Linked DNA regions of Mus musculus: region 1 is linked to region 2. Evidence: chromatin contacts called from public promoter capture Hi-C data. All regions are on one chromosome and are shown on one strand. The core of a region is the stretch at or near the end of the contact, and the rest is flanking DNA. Distances in the headings are between cores, read along the strand shown.

Region 1 (4,202 bases), core at 946-3,445, 120 kb after region 2:
CACTTAGTGACCAAGCCATCTCCCTAGCCCCAAGAATGATGTATTTTTAGATAGTATGGCAAAAACTTGGTAATCCTAACTTCCCTTTGGGGCAGGTGTCATTGTGCCTGCTTAACCAACAAGAAAGCTGCGGGAGGGCTGGTGAGATGGCTCAGTGGGTAAGAGCACCCGACTGCTCTTCCGAAGGTCTGGAGTTCAAATCCCAGCAACCACATGGTGGCTCACAACCATCCATAATGAGATCTGACTCCCTCTTCTGGAGTGTCTGAAGACAGCGACAGTGTACTTACATATAATCAATAAATAAATCTTTAAAAAAGAAAGAAAGAAAGAAAGAAAGAAAGAAAGAAAGAAAGAAAGAAAGAAAGAAAGAAAGAAAGAAAGAAAGCAAGCAAGCTGCGGGAGCTAGAGGTGGCCCAACTGACCAGATTGTCCAGGAACGTTCTAGAAGTAATCCAGTTCTGGATTACATCTGGGCCTTGAGGAGTTCTGGAGTCACAGCCACCAAGACACTCTAGCTATTTCCTGTCCTTGTTCCCCGCCCAGGCTGGCTCTCGGATGTGACTGTGAGCAGGTGGCACTAGGCCTGAGTGCCAAGGGTGGGACTGATTTGGGTCCTGCCGGATTCCTGGCTAGGGAGGGACTGCTGGGCAGAAGCTGGGTGGTACGTGGTAAGCAGCGCCAGAACTGAACTCACATGGCCAGGCAGGTGCCGGGTTGCCACTACCACCACCTGAGCTTCAGTGTCCTTGTCTGTGAAATGGCAGAGTCAGTCCTTCATCCCACCTGTTTTGTTCCCAATTCTGGGTCAGTAGAAGGGGAGATTGGGGAGAGCAGGCTTGGTCCTGCCATGATGTGGCCGCTGCTGGGATAGAAGCATGGTGTAGGGACAGACAGGTAGGGAGGAAGAGGCTTAAGGGGCTTACAGTCAGATTTGGCCTGTAATGGGGGAAGACTGAGCCTGTGTGGGCAGGCAGGGATGGCGTTGATAGGAGCAGGCTGTGCGTGCAGAGTTTAGCAGGCAACAGGAAGGCTTCACCCTGTCACTTGAGAAGAGACACACCCACCTTCACCAGAGGCCCTGGTCAGTTTGCCAGAGATAGCAGGTGGAGCTTATGCGGCATGACCTCTAATCTCATGGCTTCAGGCTCCGAGGTCTCCGGAATTACGGAGACGGGGAAGGGTCTCCACGCAGGACCTTTACCTACATCCTGCCAGGTTTCTCAAGCAATGGCTGACTCATCCTTCCTTGCTTCTGTTTGGCTTCCCTCCCTGGAGGCCTGGAGACCCACCTCCAGCTGTTGGTTCACATAGCTGTCTCTACCTTCTCCACTCTCTCTGTACAGAAAAAAATAAACAGACCTGGGTTTTGGATCAGCCGTTGTGCTACCTCTTTTTTGTCCCCTCCCAGGAGCCCTTTTCATCCTCCAAGGGGCCTAAGGCTTAGAGCCCTAGAGGCTCTGAGGAGGAAAAGCTGTTTACAATGGTCCCTGTCACTAGTCCTGTGAACGGGGATGTCCTCCTATGCCATAACTGAGCCACTGCCCAGAGAGGGCCTGATAAAGAGCCCTCTCTGGGCAGTGGCTCAGATGCCTTCTGTCTCTTCAATAACATTGAATCCTAGCAGCCGACACTGATTTATAAGGCACTGTTCAAGCTGCTGGTGACTTGACCAAATGCAGGAGCTCTGATCTGTTACAGAACCAACTACCATCTGTCTGAGGCTGAACTAGCAGGAGTGGGAAGGAAGGAAGGATAGGCTCTCAATACAGCCTCTGACTATTACTAGGTGGGCAGTCCCCTAGGGAAGGGTGGCTTGGCAGAAACCCCTGCAAAGGTCAATGGTTTGTGGCGAGAGCCACTAGTGAACCTAGATAGTCTGGAGACCCGGACTGTATTGGTCCAGCTCTGAGTGGACACAAGACCTTTGTAGAAAAGCTTTCTGAATATCTGTGTTGGGGAAGGGGTATTTGTGTGTGTGACTTATTAACATACTGGCCTAGCATTCGTGTAAAGCCTCAAGTCCATCAGCACTACATAAACATGGTGATGCACATGTGTAATCCTGGCACTTGGGAAGTAGAGACCGGGAAGGTTAGGAGTTACAAACCATCCTCTGCTCCATAGGGTTTGAGGCCAGCCTGGGCTGCATGAGTCACTCTGCCAAAGAAAAAAGGGAAGGAAACAGAAGGAGGCAGCTCCTTTTCGGAATGAGAAATGATGCAACACTTTACACTTAACTGACCACCTACCATGTGCTGTCCCTGTACCAGGCCTAGAGAAATGATCTTACGTTTACGTATCGAGGTGTGGATGTCTTTGAGCCAGAGTTCTCGACATCCCCCACAAATTTGTTGCCATCCCTCACAGTTGGCAGAGTTTTACTAACCAGGAAACCCAGACCTGAGAGAGAAGGAAGCAGACCCACGTCGCATAGCACAGAACTGGCTAAGTGGGACTAGAACGTTAGGGCAGCCAGGACACACAGGAAAGGTCATAGCAACAGCTAAGAAAAGTACTCAGGCCTGTGGAGGCAGGTGGCCTGGGGAAGGAAGAACTAGATAGCTGGAGGCTATTGCTGCTGCCAGCTAAGGACAGTTGGCATTTGTAGGAGAGCTGTCTGGGAAGCCATAGTGTGTGCTCTGCTGCACTGCCCAGGAAATACTCTTTAAAAAAAAAGAAGAAGAAGAAGGGCTGGAGAGATGGCTCAGCAGTTAAGAGCACTGACTGCTCTTCCAGAGGTCCTGAGTTCAATTCCCAACAACCACATGGTGACATGCAACCATCTGCACTGGGATTCGATGCACTCTTCTAGTGTGTGTCTGAAGACAGCTGCATTGTACTCATATAAATAAAAAAATAAACACATCCTTAAAAAAAGAATTTTTTATTTTATGTATGAAAGTGTTTTGCCTGTGTGTGTGTGTGTGTGTGTGTGTTTATGTATCATGCCTGGTGCTTGAGATCAGAAGGTGATGGATTCCCTAAGTTAGAGATGGCTGTTAGTCACCATGTTGGGTGCTGGGAATTGAACCTGGGTCCTCTGGAAGAGCAACTAGTGCTCTTAACTGCTGAGCCATTGCTCCAACTACACACACACACACACACACACACACACACACACACCCCACCCTTTTAAAAATAGATTTCTTTTTATTTATGTGTATGAGTGCTATATCTGTAGGATGCCAGAAGAGAGAATCAGACCCCATTATATATGGTTGTGAGCCACCATGTGGTTGCTGGGAATTGAACTCAGACTCAGGACCTCTGGAAGAGCAGCCAGTGTTCTTAACGGCTGAGCCATCTCTCTAGCCTCTTCTCTTCTCTTTTCTCTCTCATTTCCTTTCCTTTTCTTTTCCTTTCTTTTCTATGAAAAACACGCACACACACTTTTTTTTTAGACTAAGCTGGCCTTGAATTTAAAGAGATCTGCCTGCCTCTGCCTCCCAGTTGCTGGGATTAAAGGTGTGCACTGCCACCCCCCACCTGTATCAGACACCCATTTTTTTAAAACAGGAGAAAGAAAATGTTAGATTTTTATTTTACCTATCTTATCTAGATGTCTAGTGTGTGTGTGTGTGTGTGTGTGTGTGTGTGTGTGTGTGTGTGTAGAGGGATAGTCTTGGCATGGAAGCAGTGGAGTCTAAAGGACAACTTTCCAGAGCTCTGTCCTTCTTCTTTGTGAAACTTAAGTCTTCAAACTTGGCAGCAGATGCCTTTACCCCCTTAGCCATTTCACTTTGCTTAGTCCCAGGGTTCAGGGAAACTGCATGACGTCAGCTCTGGCTGCCGGCTCCCAGTCTGCCCAGTGACATGACTGCTGTCTCTTACTTGGCTTCTGCCTTCTCTGTTGTCTTCCCGATTGACCACCAAGGCCCCAGTCTTTCCTTGTGAGAACTGGAGCTTGTTCTGGGCATCACAGCCGTCACCATTGAAACTCTCTATATCCCTTGTCTGGGACAGAGGCTGGTGATGTCTGAGGCGTCACCATTGTCCTCAGGCTGCCTGACATCTCAGATTGACCAAATGTAAAGTCACTGCACTGCTGTGTTATGTGTTACTGGTCCTGGAGAGGGGGGGGGGGTGTTCAGGGACAGATTCACCCTCTGAGAGGCTGCATTGTAGACTAGAAGCTGAGATTCTGGGACCTGCTGATCAGGGTCTTCAGATGGACCTCTTGTGATTCAGTCTGAGTTGCT
Region 2 (4,122 bases), core at 416-2,915:
GCGCTCCACCAATGACACCTGTGAGCTTTTATTTATGTATTCATTCTTTCATTCATTTTCTTTTTAAAAAAATTATTATTATTTATTTATTTAATGTATGTGAGTACACTGTAGCTCTCTTCAGACACCCCAGAAGAAGGCATCACATCCCATTACAGATGATTGTGAGCCACCATGTGGTTGCTGGGAATTGAACTCAGGACCTCTGGAAGAGCAGTCAGTACTCTTAACTGCTGAGCCATCTCTTTAGCTCCATTCATTCATATCCTGAGACAGGGTCTCTCTATTCAACTCTGGGTATCCTGGTACTCAATATGTAACTAGGCTGGCCTCAAACTCAGAGATCTGCTTGCCTCTGCCTCCCAAGTGCTGGGATTAAAGGTGTGTGCCCCTATGCCCAGCTTTTAACTAATTTATGAATTATTTATTTTTAGAGGTAAACTTAGGCTGATCTAGAATTCACTCTGCAGTCTCAACTGGTCTCACTGGTCTCAATTTTACCATCTCCCTGACTTGTTACTCCAGTGCTGGGATTGCAGGCATCAGCTCCCAGGGTCAACTCCATCTTTTTCTCTCCATCCCTTCACTGCACGGGCACTGCCCCCAAATTCTTGTCAGAAGAACTTGTCTGAGGAGCCAGACAATCTCTCTGGGCCAGGCCCAGACTTCTGGGAAGACGGGGAATGTGTGGGTGAGGCCTTGGACACTGGAGCCCTTGACTTAGCCAGTGTTTGAAAGTTGTGGGGGCAGGGTGCCACTTGATGTCCCAGCAAAAGCATCGTGGCACACTGCCTGTGTTGGTTCTCTTATCTGCCCCGCCCCCCCCCCCCCCCCCCCCCCCCCCGTGCTTGGGTAGATGAGTCCTCATGCCCAGCTTGGCTGGATGGACCTTCCTCCACTGACTTCCCAGTCCAGCTGCCCTGTTCTTCCCCACCACCTCTCTCTCTCTCTCTCTCTCTCTCTCTCTCTCTCTCTCCTTTTTTTTTTTTTTTAATTTTTTTATTTTTTGAGACAGGGTTTCTCTGTATAGCCCTGGCTGTCCTGGAACTCACTTTGTAGACCAGGCTGGCCTCGAACTCAGAAATCCGACTGCCTCTGCCTCTGGAGTGCTGGGATTAAAGGCGTGGGCCACCACGCCCGGCTTCTCTCTCTCTCTCTCTCTCTCTCTCTCTTTCTTTCTTCCTTTCTTTCTTTCCTTCTTTCTTTCCTTTTTTTTGTTTTTTTTTGTTTGTTGGTTGGTTTTTTGGTTGTTTGAGATAGGATTTCTCGCTGTGTAACCCTGGCTGTCCTGGAACTCACTCTGTAGACCAGGCTGGCCTCGAACTCAGAAATCTGCCTGCCTCTGCCTCCCGAGTGTTGGGACTAAAGGCGTGCACCACCACCGCCCGGCTGGGGTTCCCTCTTAGGTGACCCTAGTTGTGTCAAGTTGAGGTAAAGTTAGCTATCACAGGGATACTAGGCAAGTGCACTACTGCTGAGCCCCGCCCCCGGCTCCTCCATAGTGGATTCTCAGCAAGGGTTCTACTGCAAGTCATGCGCTTGTGGGGAGCAGGGGTTAAAGAGAATGGTTTGTCTCATACTTGGAGGTACAGTCAGGGGGAGGGGAGGCACCAGGAGCTTTAGGCAGGGGTCACATGGCATCCACTGTGTGGAAAGAGAATGACGTCATTAGGGTGGCCTTGCACCCTTTCTGTATTTGAATTTGTCACATTCTGTTCTCAGCCTCCTCAGTAGCTAGGATGGCAGGCTCATGTCACAGACCCAGCTCTATTATAAAGCCACCAGGGCTCTGCCACAAGGCAAAAGTCCCTTTCCTAATCATCTCCCAAAGGCCCCACTGTGTACAGATAGTCTTTGTCTTAATATCTCCCAGTGAGGATTGTAGCTGGGGACGGCACAGACACATTCCAGCTCCCACACGCAGGAGCTACCGGAGAAACGGCCAGATTAGACGCTGAAGGGCTTGATCATCAGTCTACATGATTGCTATGTTGGCCACCAGCTGTGGGGATTAACCAAGTGGCTTCAGTTTAACTTCCTGTCAAGTAAGATCCCACTTAACTTAGCTTTTTCTTTTCTATTTTCATTTTTCCTCCCCCTCCCCTTATGTGTGTGTGTGTGTGTGTGTGTAAGTCTCTGTGTGTGCAAGTGTGTGTGTGTGTGTGTGAGAGAGAGAGAGAGAGAGAGAGGGAGAGAGAGAGAGAGAGAGAGCATACACAGCTTCGCCTGCTCAGGTGAGGTGAGCGTGGTCCCAGCAGAGGCTGGAGGCTGGAGTTCCAGGAGCTCAGGCTGAGCTCTTAATGGCTGAACCGTGTCTCTGGTCCCCCAGTCCCTAGTCCCCATCTTGTTGTGTTATTGTGACAAGGTCTCACGTAGCTCAGATTTTGAAAAAGATTTATTGGGCCAGGCATGGTGGGCTGGGCCTTTAAACCCAGCACTCAGGAGGCAGAGACAGGCAGATCTCTATGAGTCTGAGGTCAACCTGATCTATAGTGAGTTTCAGGACAATGTAGACAGATTGCTTTGAAAAAAAAAAAAACAGCAACCAAAAAGATGTATTTAGGGCTGGTGAGATGGCTGAGCAGTTAAGAGCACTGCTCTTCCAGAGGTCCTGAGTTCAATTCCCAGCAACCACATGGTGGCTCACAACCACCCGAAATGAGATCTGATGCCCTCTTCTGGTGTATCTGAAGACAGCTACAGTGTACTCACATATAACAATAAATAAATCTTAAAAAAAAAAAAAAAAGGACTGGTGAGATGGCTCAGTGGATAAGAACACCTGACTGCTCTTCCGAAAGTCCAGAGTTCAAATCCCAGCAACCACATGGTGGCTCACAACCATCCGTAACGAGATCTGACTCCCTTTTCTGGAGTGTCTGAAGACAGCTACAGTGTACTTACATATAATCAATAAATAAATCTTTTTTAAAAAAAAAAAAAGGATGTACTTATTTTGTGTGCATGTTTGTGCCTTGTGTTTCATGAATAAGGCTGAGTACAACCCGCTAGACTCTGCTCCTCTGGCGGCCTCACCAGTCCAGGGGTGGCACTGACTCTCGCTGTTTTCTTTTGTGTGTGGTGTGAGCAACTTGAGAGTTGAGTACTGAGGTAACCTTATCTTCCTCTGCAACTCTCTGCCTTTGTTCCTTTCTTTTTTTGTGTGTGTGTCAGGGTTTCTCTGTGTAACCCTGGCTGTCCTGGAACTCACTCCGTAGACCAGGCTGGATTCGAACTCACAGAGATGTGCCTGCCTCTGTCTCTCAAGTGCTGGGATTATGGCGAGAGCCACCTCGAGCTCTGTTTTTTTCAGGGTCTTACTATGCAGTCCTGCCTGACCTGGGACTCGCTGAGATTAAATGTGTGCGCCACCATGGCCAGTTTATGCCCATTGTCTGACAACATTTCCTGAGGAAACGAAATACACTTGTCCCCTCACCCTAGATAGGGAACCCAACAGACCAAAGTGGGGCGGATACCACCAAAGACCAACTTGGTGAACCATGAATTTTACTGGGGTTACTTACAGGAATAATGGGTGTGGAGTTACAGGAGAAGTGACTCAAAAACCGCTATATCACCAAAGCCCATCTCAGCATGGGTGACAGTTTCCAAAGCTGGGAACCTGGAGCACACAGCACAGCCTGCAGACAGCTCAGCAGGTTGGAGGCTGACCTTTCCGGGTGCCTCAGTTGGTCTAAACCTCCTCCAGACAGTTCTTTTTTGTCTGAGAGTCTTTGTAGTTTTATCCCTCTTGCAGCACAGCCTCATCTCCTCCAAGAGGGACTCTCAGTCTTTATTCTTTTCTCAGGCAGGGAGGGTCTGGTGGATGTGTCAGTTTGAGGGAGTTTGAAGCTACTTTGTTGTTCTTTGCCTCTCTGCCGGATAGAATGTTTGTAGTCTCTGAGGCTGCCACACAGACACACAGGAAGACCTCAGTTCATTGATGCTGTTCTCCTCACTCCTCCCCATCCCCACCCCCACCCCAGGGTTTCTCTGTGTAGACCTGGCTGTCCTGCAACTCTGTAAGACCAGGTTGCTTTTGAAGTTATACAGATCTGCCTGCCTCTCACTCTCAAGAGCTGGGACTAAAGGCATGGTCGCTACCCCCAGCTGAATGAC

The links. Capture Hi-C pulls out chosen DNA fragments and counts their contacts.
Region 1: a promoter capture Hi-C map of adipose tissue shows a contact between it and region 2. The contact joins two enhancer-like sites. A contact is called at or near these places in 4 of 39 promoter capture datasets (the C10 cell line, cranial neural crest, hematopoietic stem and progenitor cells and 1 more), 2 of 484 Hi-C or Micro-C datasets (B cells and liver), 9 of 115 datasets of contacts at active chromatin or transcription factors (the SCID.adh cell line, bone marrow-derived macrophages, effector CD8 T cells and 4 more) and 3 of 9 other capture datasets (adipose tissue, liver and pancreatic islet).

What each region holds. Positions count from the first base shown.
Region 1 is chr9:21,451,001-21,455,202 of GRCm38.p6, forward strand. All of the region lies in intron 1 of Dnm2 (dynamin 2), which reads left to right. Among named protein-coding and RNA genes, the nearest start is that of Gm46104, 13 kb to the right of the region's middle. Within about 2 kb of position 2,196, at least 100 of the 459 cell types and tissues checked have an H3K27ac peak or open chromatin away from gene starts, as enhancers often do. A contact at or near this core is called in adipose tissue, bone marrow-derived macrophages and hematopoietic stem and progenitor cells, where this site is marked.
Region 2 is chr9:21,328,491-21,332,612 of GRCm38.p6, forward strand. The region is part of intron 1 of Slc44a2 (solute carrier family 44, member 2); the gene reads left to right. Among named protein-coding and RNA genes, the nearest start is that of Gm39302, 9.4 kb to the left of the region's middle. Within about 2 kb of position 1,666, at least 62 of the 459 cell types and tissues checked have an H3K27ac peak or open chromatin away from gene starts, as enhancers often do. A contact at or near this core is called in adipose tissue, bone marrow-derived macrophages and hematopoietic stem and progenitor cells, where this site is marked.